Regions from separate parts of the Mus musculus genome. Here regions 1, 2, 3 and 4 are each linked to region 5. A link is a contact called in public HiCAR-type and promoter capture Hi-C data. All regions are on one chromosome and are shown on one strand. Each heading gives the region's core, a stretch centred on a gene start, on an enhancer-like site or on the middle of the called end of the contact. The rest is flanking DNA. Distances are from core to core; before and after follow the strand shown. Region 1 has its middle 56 kb from the start of Spata6. Region 2 holds the start of Coa7 (cytochrome c oxidase assembly factor 7). Region 3 holds the start of Orc1 (origin recognition complex, subunit 1). Region 4 holds the start of Tut4 (terminal uridylyl transferase 4). Region 5 holds the start of Cdkn2c (cyclin dependent kinase inhibitor 2C).

Region 1 (2,700 bases), core at 17-2,516, 2.0 Mb before region 5:
TTCCACAAGGGCCAGTGACAACCCCTGGGCAGACCATTGCCAGCCTATATAGTATACCCTAAATAGCATTTATTCCTCTAAGCAATGCAAGACATCAGCATGCTATATGACTCCTGGTCAATATGCTATAATTCACAGATAATTTATGTTCTTGTGTCTGGTATTTAATGATATTTTACTGTGAACTCTATTATCTAACAGAAATGTAGCCTGCCTCATGTCATTTCTTTCCAGAGCCACAGACCAGGGGTGATGCTATAGGACACCTAGCTTCAAACCCAGCATTCCCCTAAGGAAGGAAACCCTTCTTTCTCTACTCATACTCTGGTTGAATTCCTCTGATAATGAGACGCTCACTACCTTCCAAGGAACTCATGTTTGGCTGCTCTCTTTAATAGAGCACTTTCTTTAGCATGAGCTGAAGCTTGTCTTACTGAATAGTAGTCCCGGGATTTGACCAAATTAACTCTGGCCAACACAGCATAAATTTACTTCGTTTGTCCCATGATGTCCCTTAAACATTGAAGAGATTGTAACCTTGCTTTCCCATCTCTACCCTTAACTTTTTTCCTTTGCAAGTATTTTCTTTATTACTATTAATTTATTTACATCCCTCCACTTTTATCTCAAAAAGAAACACTTCTACTCCCCTTGTAGTGATTTCCCCACACCTCTCCATATTGGTCATCTTTCAAGTGATCATAGCTATCGTTTAATGAGCACAAATGTTTCCCATACCTAAGTTCATCAAATCATCATAACTGTTAGAGTGAGAAGGGTATTACAAGTGAGAGACCCGAGATCCATAAAGGTAAACTGACTGTTCTGTATTCTATAGATGTTAAGACATAAAGCACGGTTTGAATTCAGAATTAGAACCTGAATTGCCTGTCTTCAAGTTTTAACCTGGGTTCTAATCAGTCAACAGGCTTTTAAAAACACAGTGCCTATGCACAGCCACAAGAGATGGGTGTGGAAGAAAGTCCATCTAAGCTGCAGTCTCATTTTATGCAACCCACCCTTGTTCACATTATCTAAAATGATGCTATCATTTCCAAAGCTGCCTCACGGTTGAGCCAGGTGAATTCTTAAGCTCCTCACCATTCTGACACAGGAATTGCAGAGCCTTCAAGTCTCGCCACTCTTGTGCATCTTGACAGAGCCCCTGACCTCAAAAGATTAATTCTAATTTGGGGTTGGCTGGTTGTCCTCCAAGGAGTAGGAAGCCAAGAGGGAAGGGTGCCAAGAACACTCCGGGGAACAGAAGTGCTGCACAAACCACTTTATTTGGGCAATAAAAACCCAGGAAGGTTGCTATGTACACAATGGGACACTCATAGCAAACTGACATATGTTTCTTTGTTACCATTTCTGAAAACCAGTATGTGAAAGAGAAAACAAGCTTTGCTCTTGATTTTTGCAATAAACTTTGAAAATCTCCATCTCAAACACAAAGACTGTTTAACTGGAGTTGTGTGCTGAAGGCCCTATCTCCCTGGAGCCTCCCTCCCTCTCCCTATCTCCTAATCCTCATTTCCGGGAGGTCATTTTAATTAGCAGGCTGTCATGGTGACTCAGCCTGCTGCTTCCACAGGCAGGAAGGGAGTAGACTCCCCTGGACCCATTCATCACACAAAGGCACTTTAAGCTTCAGGAAAATGCACACTATTTGGCTTGCCTCCCCTTGGGAATTGCTTCTGCTGTCCTTGTCTTTTATCTCCCTACCTGCCTGGAGTGTGCTCCTTTGTCTCCTGTAGCCCCCTTACCTGGTAGTCACCTTGTTCTCATTGCAGATTATCAGTGCTTACCTCCCCTGATCCTTGTCACCAGGGACTGCAGACCTTAACCACAGCAGTTCTTGGGAATGAATGTGCAATACTTTTTGTTTGGAGGAGCTAGAAATTCAATTAAACTAGCCAGGAAGTTGAAAAATAGCTTTCAGAACAGCTTTCTGAAGTTGCATGCTGGGGCTTGAGGGAGCGAGAGAGCTTATAGACACAATGCCCATATTTTTTAGACCACTCTGATTTCAAAACTTCTGCCCCATTGTTCCCAACAGCATGTTTGCCTCTGGCTTGTATGTGTGTTGTTGTTGCTTTGGATCAGAAAATACGGAGACTGCATTCCTAAACTAGAAACAACTGCAACCTATTTTAAGTGAAGTCACCAGCATCATGACTCTGTGACTTTAAAAAGGGGAAAGGGGCTTCCAGGGCACTGAGCAGATGTGAAGGGCAAAGGGGCTTCCAGGGCACTGAGTGGTCGGACATGTGGGACCTCATGAGAGAGGTATGTAGGATTTCCTCTGCTCCATGGAAGAGAAAGCCTGTGCTGACCTGATTCCATTTGCACATTCTGTTCAGCCTTGAGTTGAAGGCTCACGATTGATTTCCCATTGGTAAAGGGGAAAAATCGATGATAAAGTTTCTCTCTTTCCCTGACTCTTTCACTAGCTTATGTATTATCCTGAAAACCCCTGTCTTGGAAACCAGGAAAGAGCACTTAATTTCATGCCCCAGCAAGAAATGCATGCTCCTGAACCCACAATGCCTCCTGGCGCCATGTCTTTAAAAGGGGGTTGATGGGTCTTTGTGGTTCAGTGAGTTCTTCTTGTCCCCTTTGCCAATGGAGACGTTGCTGGTTGAGCCCCTTGGGGGTGGGTGCTTGCAAGGAGGGGCTTTTTCTTTCCTGTAAAAGGGA
Region 2 (2,852 bases), core at 218-2,717, 1.3 Mb after region 5:
GGAAAACAACCTACAGACACTGGACACTTGTTTGGGCACTGGTCACTCATACACTCCACCTCCTCACTGCACATAAGAGTCCATTTCTGGGGCTGGTGAGATGGCTCAGTGGTTAAGGAAACCGACTACTCTTCCAAAGGTCCTGAGTTCAAATCCCAGCAACCACATGGTGGCTCACAACCATCTGTAATGAAATCTGATGCTCTCTTCTGGAGTGTCTGAAGACAGCTACAGTGTACTTACATATAATAAATAAATAAATATAGTCAATTTCTGACCTTTTATTACCTCTGCCTGGCAAAGACTTACAATGGTTCCTTTCCTCCTTCAAAGCTTTATTCAAAAGCCATGTCATTGGGCAGTGCCCTTCACTCAGTTCTTTTTATCACATTTCACTTACCTTAAAAAAACTTTTTTTTCCCTCGAAAAAACTAAAACAAAAAAAAAATTTTTTTTTAAAATTTTGTGCTGGATGGTGGCAGCCCACACCTTCTAGCACTTGAGAAACAGAAGCTTGCAGATATCTTAGTTTCAGGCTAGCCTGATCAACAGAAGGACAGTCAGGACTACACAAAGAATAACACCTCAACAAATTAATTAATTTATTAATTTGTTAACAGGCCTGTGGCTCATGCCAAAAACTCAGAAGATAGAGGAAGCAGTTCTGAGTCCAAGGCTAGCGTGGCCTACACTGTAAGTTCTAGGCCAGTCAAGGCTACATAATGACAGTCTCAAAAAAAAAAAGATTTAATTTTTATTATTTTAAATTATGGATGTGTGTATACGAGCATGTGGTGTGGTGGCAGCAGAGGCCAGAGGCATTGGATCTCCTAGAACTTTAAATGGGCTCCTAATTACTGGACCACCACTCCAATCTCCCTCTCCAATTCTTTTTTTGGGCCGGGTTTTGCTATGTAGTTCAGGCTAGTCCTTAACTCCTGAGTTCTAAGTGATCCTCCTTCCTCAGCCTCCCGAACGCTAGAATTACAGGTGCAAGATGCCAACCAATTCTGGCTCGCATTTACTACTAGCATATATTTCATTTATTTCCTGCATGTTAAATGATTCCCTCAAAGACATGTACACCGAGGTTCTACTTCACCCTCACACCTCCAGTCCTAGCACCCTAAACTTGACTACACAGCATCTAGCCTGAGGGCTCCGCCCTCCGCTGCAGGCCCCGCCCCCGATGCACTACAACTTCCCGCCCACAGGCCCGTAGTGACCCTGACCCGGTCCTTAGGCGTCCTCGGCCCGCCACGTGACCACGACTGCACCCCACGCTCGCTCCCCTCCCCTATGTCCCAGGCTGCGCAGTTGGCGCTCACCCTCCGGGTCCTTCTCGCGGTAGCATTGGTAGTGACACTCCACCTCCATGTTCTCCAGGAAGGACTTCACCTGCTCCTCGTCCTGGAAGTCAACCAAGCCCGCCATGATTCCGACTCCCACAAATCGCTTTGTGGCTCCACCCTCAGTTACGTGAGCCAGCCCAGGGGCGGGGCATGCCGGCGGCGTGCGTGACGTCAGCGCTCCTCAGTACGGGGGCGGGTTGGAAGGAAGGAGACGATTACCGCTTCCCATCATCCTTTGCGGTGGTAGCTCCCCACCCCCCCCACCCCTCCAGGCTTTTATTCTTCTTTTTGGACAGCCCTCTCCCAGGTTTCTGCGTCGGTTTATCTGAGGCCATACTGCCCCTTAATGGTTTTCTCCCTGTAGTCTGGATCAGCCAGACATTCTTCAGTTCCGGTTCTAAAGCCGACACAGCCGGGAGCTCAGGTCCCAGCCTTACCAAAGCTTACAGCGTTGGGCTGCAGCTCACCACCAAGTACTCTGAAGCATCGTAAAACAGAACTTGAAATCTATTCCGAAAGCATTCGTTCATTTGGGTGGCAAGCATTTTGAATACCTTGTGTGTCCCAAATATGGCCGGAAAAACCGAAATAAATAAATCTGTGCAATTGCCACGGGATGCCCTTATCTCTATATTCTTTGTAGACCCATCAAAATCATCCATATTAATATGACTGCGAGTTATGATTAGAACACATCAGTGGTCGGGATTATAGTGACAACATGGTCACTATAATAGTTTTAGAACAGCAGCATGGCGGATTGAAGCCAAGGAACACTATGAAGTCATATGATGCAACAGATCTTACCGAAGAGGTTTATTGGGGCAAGGAGAAAGGGAAAGGCCGATTGGGAATGGACTCATGGTTTTAAAAGCAGTTCCATGACACATCTTTCACAGGATAGCACAAGCTCTGCGTTACTCCAGAGCCTCTGGCTAAAACTGACTTTTATGTATGGCTTCTCCTGTTTTTCCTTTGATAGAATCTCACTTTGAGACAATCCTCCCCCCTCAGCCTACTGAGTACTGTTGCAGATACAAGCTCCCACATCCACCTATCCGTGTTCTTTTTATCTTGTTTATATCTGTAATCACTAGAGGGAGCCCTTAGAATACATGGTCCAGGATGAGAAGGCCTGACCTTTACTTTGGAGCCTCCCTCCTTAACCTACTCCTACTGGATACATCTAGAAGCTTACTTGCTTTGTTCTGTATAACTGAGACAGGCTGACTCCATGACAGGCTTCACATTGGCAGTTCAGGAGACTAGACATAAATCTCTGTTTCCAAGAACTGAGCAAGCCCAGGCCTCAGAAGAGGCCACACCACCTGGCCTCCAGGAGTTCCAGGATAGCTTGGAAAACAGTAAGCCATTATTAAAAAAAAATAATAATAATATTTAGGCTGAAGAAGTAGCTCATCTGTTGGAGAACTTGCCTGGTCCCTTGGGTTCAGTCTTCATCATGTCCTAAAACAGGCATGGTGCAATCCTAGCACTTGT
Region 3 (2,700 bases), core at 81-2,580, 1.1 Mb after region 5:
CTAATGAAAGGGAGATGTTATCTTTGTACAAGTTAAGTCTGAACAGTCAGATACCAATAAGCTACCTTACCTTATGTATCATCGTATCACCTGTGAAAATAGTATTTACTTCTGGCAGCTTATTATATACAGTAATATATACAGCTTCCCAATCAGAGTGGCAGGTCCACCGGACCCATTTCCTAATCCACAAAATGGAAAAATAGTATCTCTTTTTATTCAACCAATATTATTTGAGGCCTGTGTGCTAAGCACTGTTCTAAGATAATCAGACTAAGAGAAAATACGGTATGATAAACCAATGCCCATCCTACTGTAGCCAACTATTGAAACAATGGATTCCAAGAAGTTTGACTTGTCCCCAGAACTTCATCCTGAAGCCAGAGGAACAACTTGTCTATAGGAAGGATTAGCAACAACAGTCTGGAGGAGCCTCTCAGGAGAGGGGGCTGAGATGTGTGTCTATAAGTGTTCCAGGACAAACGGGGCTACAGAGAGAAACTCTGTTTTGAACCCCCCTCCCGCACCTTCCCCAATCTAATTCTGAAAAAACAGGGTGTGGTGGTGCATGCCATTAATTCTAGGGCCTGAGGCAGAGGCAGTCTCTAAATTCGAGACCAGCCTGGTTCTGAGCAAGCTACAGGACAGCCGGCTCTACACAGAAAAATGTCTAAAAACCATTACAGTAGAAAATAATTACGATTATTCGACTTCTATGGAAAACTAAAAAGACCTCGTGACAGGAATCTCACAGCTCAAAGCTTAGAACTCCCAATTTCTCCAATTGTTAAGAGAAGGCTAGACCCAAGAAAGTAGAATACGAGCCATTAGATGTTTTCTCCAGTGATTGGAGATGAAAGCTCACTTAAGGGCAAGCCATGTGGAGAGGAGACGCCAAAGTCCCAGAAAGTGACTTAGAGAAAGTCTGTCTCTGGGCGGAATCACCAGTAAAGCGGAGAGCAACACCAGCTCCGCGGTTCCAGAGGAAAGGTTGCGAGTGCTTTTCAGAAGCAGTGCACGCGGAGAGCCAAAGCCTTAGGCTCCCCACCGAGGGCCGGCGCCACCCGCTTCTCCGAGGTCTCCTTCAGTGCAGGAAGTGTTCCTGGAGCTCCGGGGAGGCGAGAAGGTTTACAGGCTTGCGAGCGGTGCCGGCACCGACGGCCCTAGGTGCACGTGTATGCAGTCCGTGGACAACGACCCGCACTCACCTCGCCGACGCTTTGCAGTCCAGGCACTGGAGTAGCTGGGGGACGCTCGCTCGTCCAGGTCTGGCTCCTCCGGGAGACCACGGCTACAACACGTAGTCCCAGCTCTCAGCTGACTAAGAACTGAAGGCACAGGAGAAAACTTTTCGCGCCACTAACCGAAACCCCGCCCACAGTGTGATTCTGATTGGCGTTTCGGACACTCGCCACGCCCTCCCGGGGGTTCATGACGTACTTCCGCCAATTTGCTTGGGCCCTCTCTGGTGCGGGGTGTGCGTATTCCGGCGAAAGAGTTCTACGCCACAGCTTCCGGTACGAAGCTGGTGGCTTTCCGCGGTCGCAAGGGATTCCTTAATGTTTCCCTAGCCTCCGGTAGTCCTTTTTTTTTTTTCCCTTCTTTTAAATAAATACTGAATGTGACGTATTAAGCAAGCCGACGGAAATAGAATTGAAAGAGTTCTAAAATGGCGAACCGTACAGTGAAGGATGCCCACAGCATCCATGGCACCAACCCTCAGTATCTGGTGGAGAAGATCATCCGGACGCGAATCTATGAATCAAAGTACTGGAAAGAAGAGTGTTTTGGACTTACAGGTGAGCGACAGCGCGCAGCCCGCGTCTCGGCTTACGGGTGGTTTCTTCTGTCTGAGTGAGGAAGGACGGACCCTTTGGGGGTGATACTGGAAGAGTATGTCAACTATTCATATAAACTGCTCTGTGCCTGGACTTGTACTAGACGGGACACAGACAAATCTGACACGATCTTTTTCTCTTTTCTCTTTTTTCTTTTCCGTTTTCCGAGACAGGGTTTCTCTGTAATAGCCCTGGCTGTCCTGGAGAACTGCTGGCTTCGAACTGCCTCTGTCTCCCGAGTGCTGGAATTCAAGGAATACACCAGCACCGCAGGGCTCACCGGTCTTTCCTTCTTTCTTTCTTTCTTTCTTTCTTTCTTTCTTTGGGGGGGGGGGGGGGTGGGCTCCGAGACAGGGTTTCTCTGTAGCCCTGGCTGTCCTATGTCCTGGAACTCACTTTGTAGACCAGGCTGTCCTCGAACTCGAACTCAGAAATCCGCCTGCCTCTGCCTCTGCCTCCCAAGTGCTGGGATTAAAGGCGTGCGCCACCACGTCCTGCTTGACCGGTCTTTCTTTTTTTTGTTTTGTTTTTCGAGACAGGGTTTCTCTATAGCCCTTGCTGTCCTGGAACTCACTTTGTAGACCAGGCTGGCCTCGAACTCAGAAATCCACCTGCCTCTGCCTTCGAGTGCTGGGATTAAAGGTGTGCGCCACTACACCCGGCTTGACCGGTCTTTCTTGATGCTGAAGGATTTCTTTAGTTTTTTTTTTTTTTTTTTGAGCCATTCCATTTTTTTAAATTAATTAATTTATTTGTTTATTTATTTATTGATAGTCTGCTGGGTCCTAGATTGTTTATCTCAGGGACCAGATAAGGGTTCCTTTAATGCAGCTTGAAGATGTTCAAGGAACTTCACCATTCC
Region 4 (2,726 bases), core at 121-2,620, 1.2 Mb after region 5:
CAGTACCAGCACCTCTCGACTGGGGGGCGGGGGACAGAGACGGCGGGTGAGCAGGAAACGAAATCCACACAAACCTACCTCTGCTCCCTCCCGACAAGGACAAGCCCGGGGGATGGCGGGGAGGACACGCTGTGTGTGTGTGTGTTTACAAGTGTATATATACATACACATACACAGGGTGAAAGAAAGGCACACAATACAGACAAACACGCACTGGATCTAAGCGAAGGCTAGACCAATCCCGTTAACTCAGATACTCCTACCCCGTCTACAACAGGTTTCGGTGGCCGGACGGGCGCCCCAGCTTTCCCTAAGGTCGGCCCCCCAAAGCCCTCCTCAGGCCGCCCAGGCCGCCTTCTCGACTTCCCTCCTTCCCTCGGCTTTCCCCTGGGACACCAGAAGCCAGTTCCAGCCCAGGAGGAAGTGCCAGGCCCCGAGGGGGCGGCGGAGACGCGCTCCGGCGGCGCGGACACCTGCGAGGCGCCGCACCTGAAGGGGACAAGCTGGGGGCCCCCGGGCTCAGCGGCCGAGCACACCCCCTCGGCAGCCCGCGCAGCGCGGCGGCCCGCAGCCCCGTACCTGAGAAGCCCGCGAGCTACAGGCGCGCGCGACGCCTCCTCATCTCAGAGGCTCCGGCTCCCCCTCCGCCTCCCGCCGCCGCTGCCGCCCCCGTCGCCGTCGCCGCCGCCGCCGTCGCCGCCGCCGATGGAGGCCAGGACACGACGAGCTCAGGACTCCACCGCCATGTCCGCCGCGCCGCGAACTGCATTGTGGGGGGGAAGGGACGGGGAGGGGGAGGAGGAGGGAGCGAGAGAAAGAGGAGGACCCGCTGAGGGGAGGGGGCTGAGGGAGAGTGGCGCCCGGCCGAGGGGGGAGGGGAGTCGGAGGCTCTCCCCAGCCTGGGATCCCGATTGGGATGGGAGGAGATAGCCTCGGAGGCGGGGAGCAGAGCCTCCCAGAGCTGGGTTCAGGGGCTCCCTCTTCTTTAATTCTGGGGATCCCCCCCAAGCACCCGTCAAACCTCGGCGGAGGAGGGGGTAGACCGGGGGGCGTGGGGGGAGGGGCTTCGTTCCGGGGCTCGTGGCGGTCGCCCGGAAACAATGAGGAGGGGATGGAGGTGGGAGGACGGCGCGCACACACCCGCGCTGAGGAGGGAGAGCGGGCGAGCGCGCGCGGGCTCCGATCGGCGCCCGAGCTGGGGGCGGGCGGGCCCCCGAGGGAGAGAGGAAGGGAGGGAGGGAGGGAAAGGGTCGGAGCTACCCGCGGCTCGCTGGCTGGAGCGGGCCTGCAGGGAGAGAGAAAGAGAGAGAGAGGGTCCTGCGGTCCAGCACGCCGACGCCGGGAAGCGGCGCGAGGACGCCGGCGAGCTTAGGGTCGCGTGCACCGTCGCGCTTCTCACGTCAGGCTCCCTGGCTGCGGGCGCCTTGCCTGAGGCCCCCGGGCGGGAAAGGGGGCAGGTTGCCTAGCTGTGCCCCAGGGAGAGGCCGTAGATGTGCAGGCTCGGGCTTGTCACTGTCCGACAGCCCACGCATTTCTTGAATCCTCCGCGACCATTCCTGACTTCTGAGCACTGTCGAGCAGCTAGCAGGAGGGAGCCCCCCACCCCTTCACCCTTGCATCCAGTCCAGTTTTGCATCACCTCAGGACTAACAAAGCAGAGAAATCTTGAGAAATAGTTCGAAAACCATTTCTTTAGTTTCAGGTGGGCATAGAAACAACTACCAAGAACGGCTTCCCTCCTTCCTCCTTTTTTTTTTTTAAATGTGTTAGCTTCCTCTCATTTAAATTTACACTCATGGAAGACTAGAAGGCTTTGTTAGTTTATTTTAATGACACCCCCCCCCCCCGCCCTCAAGCCTCGAGATTATTATTTGACCAGTCTCCTACTTCACTCAGAGCTGGTCAAATCACACAACTGCAGTCCTTGAGGTGGATATTTACTAGGCAGAAAAAGTGTATGGCACTAAACGTGGGGTTTTATAAAGGGAAGCAGCTGAATCTTAAATATTTACAAGGTAATGACAAATTTTCTTGTGACTCACAGACCAGAGCTGCTAAGAGGCTACAGAGAGGCAATTGTCTCTGCAGAGTTCATCGACTTCCTGCTACATCCCAGAACTAAACACCTCTCACATGATATGTCCGTCAGAATCCCCAAAGCTGAACAAGCTTAGTGAGAAGGGACCAAGCATTGCCAACTTACTTCTAGGCATCGAGCTGAGGAGGCTTCATACACTTAACCACCTAATCTTCATAATGATCTTGTGACAATAGATACTATGGCTTCCATTTGCAGAGGAGAAAATATGCTCTGACAATCCCCTTCCCCCTGTCTCTGACTCCAGCAGACCCAGGAGCTGTGGATAGAGGGTAGCCAGTCAACCCTTCCAGCTTGGGGCGATTATCAAACTAATAAAAAATCCAGAGTTGCCTCATCTGAAACATTTTTAAATGTGTCCAAACTTCAGAGAGATAAGGTAAAGAACAGAAGAGGAAATGAAAGTGAAAACCGAATGTTAGGTGTGGTAGATTACAGCTGTAATATCAGCATTCTGGAAGCTGGGGCAGGATGATCACCAGGTCAAAGCCAGACTCTGTAGCCCAGGCTGGCCTCGAACTCAGAAAGCCGCCTGTCTTTGCCTTGATCTCTTTAAAAATAAAAAATAGACTTATAGCTTCCACAATAACATGTTCATTTTTTTGTTTTGGCTTTTTTGTTTCTTTTC
Region 5 (2,700 bases), core at 11-2,510:
GAATACAGTATACATGGAATCCTAAATATTCTGTTAAAATGATTTTTAAAGAAGTTCATCCCCTTTGTTGTTACCTGATTCACAATATTCAGCTTTCGATACCTCAAAAATTAGCTCTAATCTTTTTCTTAACAACTTAAAGAAACACTGCCAAATTCTTGTAGTTCCAATTTTCCCTAACAGCCAACCTGTTGCTAAATGACTATCCAGATGTCTCTGGCTTGTTTGAATACTTTCACTTTACTCCAAGGAACTGGGTTACAGATGTTACTTGAGGATATATGTGCAGTGGCTGGTTCTAATTAGACCAATATTTGGGGGGGAGGGGAGGCGGAGGGGGGGTTTGGTTTCATTTTGACCACTGAATGCAACCATGCTGGTGTTTTTTTAAAAGCATAAAAGTATAGAAGGCAATAATCTCATATGCCTACAAGAAGACGTGAAAAGTACAGAAAATTGATGAATATGAAATATATGGATGCACTGGTCCTTTTACACTTAGACCACCATCCTCACCTCCACCTAAAAACAACCAATCCTCGGTGTAGTGAGTGAAAGAAATCCCCCAATAAAGACATAGCCTTTTTAGAAAACCTTTCTAACTCACTGTAAGCTTTGTTTAAAGTTAATTGCATTTCTCCTTTTCCCTCAAGACTAGAAGTTCACATTTTCTAGACCCTGAAGTTCGTCGGGATTTCTTGTAATATGCTTTCAGTTCTCATAAAACTCGGTCTACAAGACTTCTCTGCCCTGTGGTGCTGTCAGTTGTGTCGCCTCTGCAGCCCTGGCAATGACCTGACAGGTGCCAAGGCCTGTGGCAGAGCAAAGGAGTCCAGCAGCCCCGGGCCAGGCCACTCGAACTCGGCGAGCCTGGTCGGGGAGCGCCGAGGAGGGTGGAGCTGCCCGGCTCCAGCAGAGGAGATCCTACCCGTCAGCTGCAGGGCCGCCGAGCCTCTAAGGGCCTCCGCCCGCACCCGCGGCCTTAGTTACCACCACCGGGGTCCCGCACGGTAGAGGCTCCCACTCCAGCCAGCCCCAGAACAGCAGGCCAGGCCGGGCCGAACCCACCCCGCTTCGGCAGGGGAGACTAGCGAAGCGAGAGGGCAGGCGGGAGCGCCAGCGAACCCAGGCCCAGCGCGGGCAGAGAAGGGCGCAGGGCCGCGAGGGCGGAGCGAGCGGGCTGCCGGCCACTGCGCCGCCAGGGCGTTGGGCGGGGCGTGGGCGGGGCCCGGCCTTCCCGCTCCCGCGGCGCCCTAACTCGGCGGAGCCTCCTTAAAACTCTGCCGTTAAAATGGGGGCGGGTTTTTCAACTCAAAAAGCGCTCAATTTTTTTCTTTTCAAAAAAAGCTGATGAGGTCGGAAAAAAGGGATAAGAAACCGGCACAGTACCTTCAGAGGCAACCGTAGCAGCAGTTGCTTCAGCGGAAAAAGAAGCAAAGGAGGGAGGGAAGGGAAAGATCCTAAAGGAAAGACGCGCAAGTGTCTGTAGCGGAGAAGGGAGCGGCGATCAGAGATTTGGGGGAGTCGGACTACAAAAGAAACTGTCAGCTGCGGCTCGCGACCGGCCGGCGCAGCCTGCCTCGGCTCCGGAACCCAACTGGCTGGCAGCCGCTGTCCTGTCCGCGGCACTGATAGGGGCACAGGCCGGAGGACCGCCAAGAACTAACTGGCCAAGTGGCACCGAGCGCCCGAGCTGCTGGGCGGCCGCCAAGAAGTTGGCGGGACTGGCTGCGCCCGGGATCTGTGGCGACCGCTCCTACTTCCAAAGACCCTTCCCATCATCGGACGCCCCGGGAAAATCTGAAAGGGAGGGAACGACAGCGGCAGAGGCGACGGCCGCCCCTCAGCGAGCGCTTGCAGTGAAGAGCCTGAGCTAGCTCGGTCGTAGGCGGGAAGTTACTGGTGAGCTGGCCGGGTGCAAGAGCGATGCTGCCGCGAGCTACCCCAGCGGCTGGAGCCCCATAGACGCTTCCCCCTTCGCCGTGCACCGTCTTCAGGCTGCCGGGAGTCCCGGGACCCGGCGGGGCCGGCATGACGGGCTTGGCGGGGGTCTGCCGCACACCCACCAGCCTCCGGAGACCCGCGCCCTGCCCGGCTCCCACGGCCTCTGAGGCTCGGCGGGGCTGCGGCAGCTCGGCGGGCGGGCTCCGGAGGCTCTTCTGAAGACGCCGAGCCCGCTAGGGAGTCGTTGAGACCTGAGAGTTGAGGGCTTCAGAGCTGCTGCTCTGGTCTGCCCTCAGCGATCGTCTTTAACCCTCCCGAGCACGTCAGCATCCAGCCAGCGCGGCGCTCTGCTAGCGAGCGAGCAGCACTCTGGACTACCCCCTTCGGCTAGACGGATGGAAAGTGAGCTCTGCGAAGGACCTGACTCTGAAATTCTGCCTCAAATCACCACTGTGAACAAGGGTGGGTTAATACCTTTTCTACTCTCTAATACTTTTTCTTTCGCGGTGTTGTCTGAGCTGACCTAGTCCTTTAAGTCTCCGCAACATCTTCCTCACAGAGCTGTAAAGCTTAGGTACGTGACAGCTCTGCCTACATCTCACGTCCATAGTAATTAATCAAGAACTGCTTCTGTGTATGTATCTCTGTTGAATCGCCAGAATCCTTCTTAGGGGTTAAGCTAAAAAGCTAGAGAAGGAGCCCCTCTCCAATGGGCTCACTTTTGCTGAATAATCACGTGTGAATCGAGGGGCGGGC

Evidence for each region. Promoter capture Hi-C pulls out the DNA fragments that hold promoters and counts their contacts. HiCAR-type assays count read pairs that join an accessible place to other places.
Region 1: a HiCAR-type map of astrocytes shows a contact between it and region 5, with 6 times the contacts expected there. The contact joins the enhancer-like site here to the promoter of Cdkn2c in region 5. A contact is called at or near these places in 7 of 39 promoter capture datasets (cranial neural crest, embryonic stem cells, frontonasal cranial neural crest and 4 more) and 3 of 115 datasets of contacts at active chromatin or transcription factors (astrocytes, embryonic forebrain and stem cell-derived neural progenitor cells).
Region 2: a contact with region 5 is called in a promoter capture Hi-C map of pre-B cells, with 2.6 times the contacts expected there. The contact joins the promoter of Coa7 here to the promoter of Cdkn2c in region 5. A contact is called at or near these places in 2 of 39 promoter capture datasets (hematopoietic stem and progenitor cells and pre-B cells).
Region 3: a contact with region 5 is called in a promoter capture Hi-C map of pre-B cells. The contact joins the promoter of Orc1 here to the promoter of Cdkn2c in region 5. A contact is called at or near these places in 3 of 39 promoter capture datasets (liver, neutrophils and pre-B cells) and 1 of 484 Hi-C or Micro-C datasets (pre-B cells).
Region 4: a contact with region 5 is called in a promoter capture Hi-C map of pre-B cells, with 2.2 times the contacts expected there. The contact joins the promoter of Tut4 here to the promoter of Cdkn2c in region 5. A contact is called at or near these places in 1 of 39 promoter capture datasets (pre-B cells), 1 of 484 Hi-C or Micro-C datasets (B cells) and 1 of 115 datasets of contacts at active chromatin or transcription factors (pro-B cells).

Annotation. Positions count from the first base shown.
Region 1 is chr4:111,662,892-111,665,591 of GRCm38.p6, reverse strand. It overlaps a transcript of Agbl4 not described here. Among named protein-coding and RNA genes, the nearest start is that of Spata6, 56 kb to the left of the region's middle. Within about 2 kb of position 1,266, at least 76 of the 459 cell types and tissues checked have an H3K27ac peak or open chromatin away from gene starts, as enhancers often do. A contact at or near this core is called in astrocytes, stem cell-derived epiblast-like cells, stem cell-derived neural progenitor cells and 1 more, where this site is marked.
Region 2 is chr4:108,326,767-108,329,618 of GRCm38.p6, reverse strand. It overlaps Coa7 (cytochrome c oxidase assembly factor 7), which reads right to left and starts at 1,467. Exons shown (of 3, transcript NM_027250.4): 1 at 1,329-1,467. The coding sequence starts at 1,434.
Region 3 is chr4:108,578,084-108,580,783 of GRCm38.p6, reverse strand. Orc1 (origin recognition complex, subunit 1) reads right to left here and starts at 1,330. Exons shown (of 17, transcript NM_011015.2): 1 at 1,209-1,330. It overlaps Prpf38a (PRP38 pre-mRNA processing factor 38 (yeast) domain containing A), which reads left to right and starts at 1,448. Exons shown (of 10, transcript NM_172697.3): 1 at 1,448-1,799. The coding sequence starts at 1,670.
Region 4 is chr4:108,458,054-108,460,779 of GRCm38.p6, reverse strand. Tut4 (terminal uridylyl transferase 4) reads right to left here and starts at 1,370. Exons shown (of 31, transcript NM_175472.4): 1 at 1,141-1,370; 2 at 580-763.
Region 5 is chr4:109,665,316-109,668,015 of GRCm38.p6, reverse strand. It overlaps Cdkn2c (cyclin dependent kinase inhibitor 2C), which reads left to right and starts at 1,260. Exons shown (of 3, transcript NM_001301368.1): 1 at 1,260-2,406.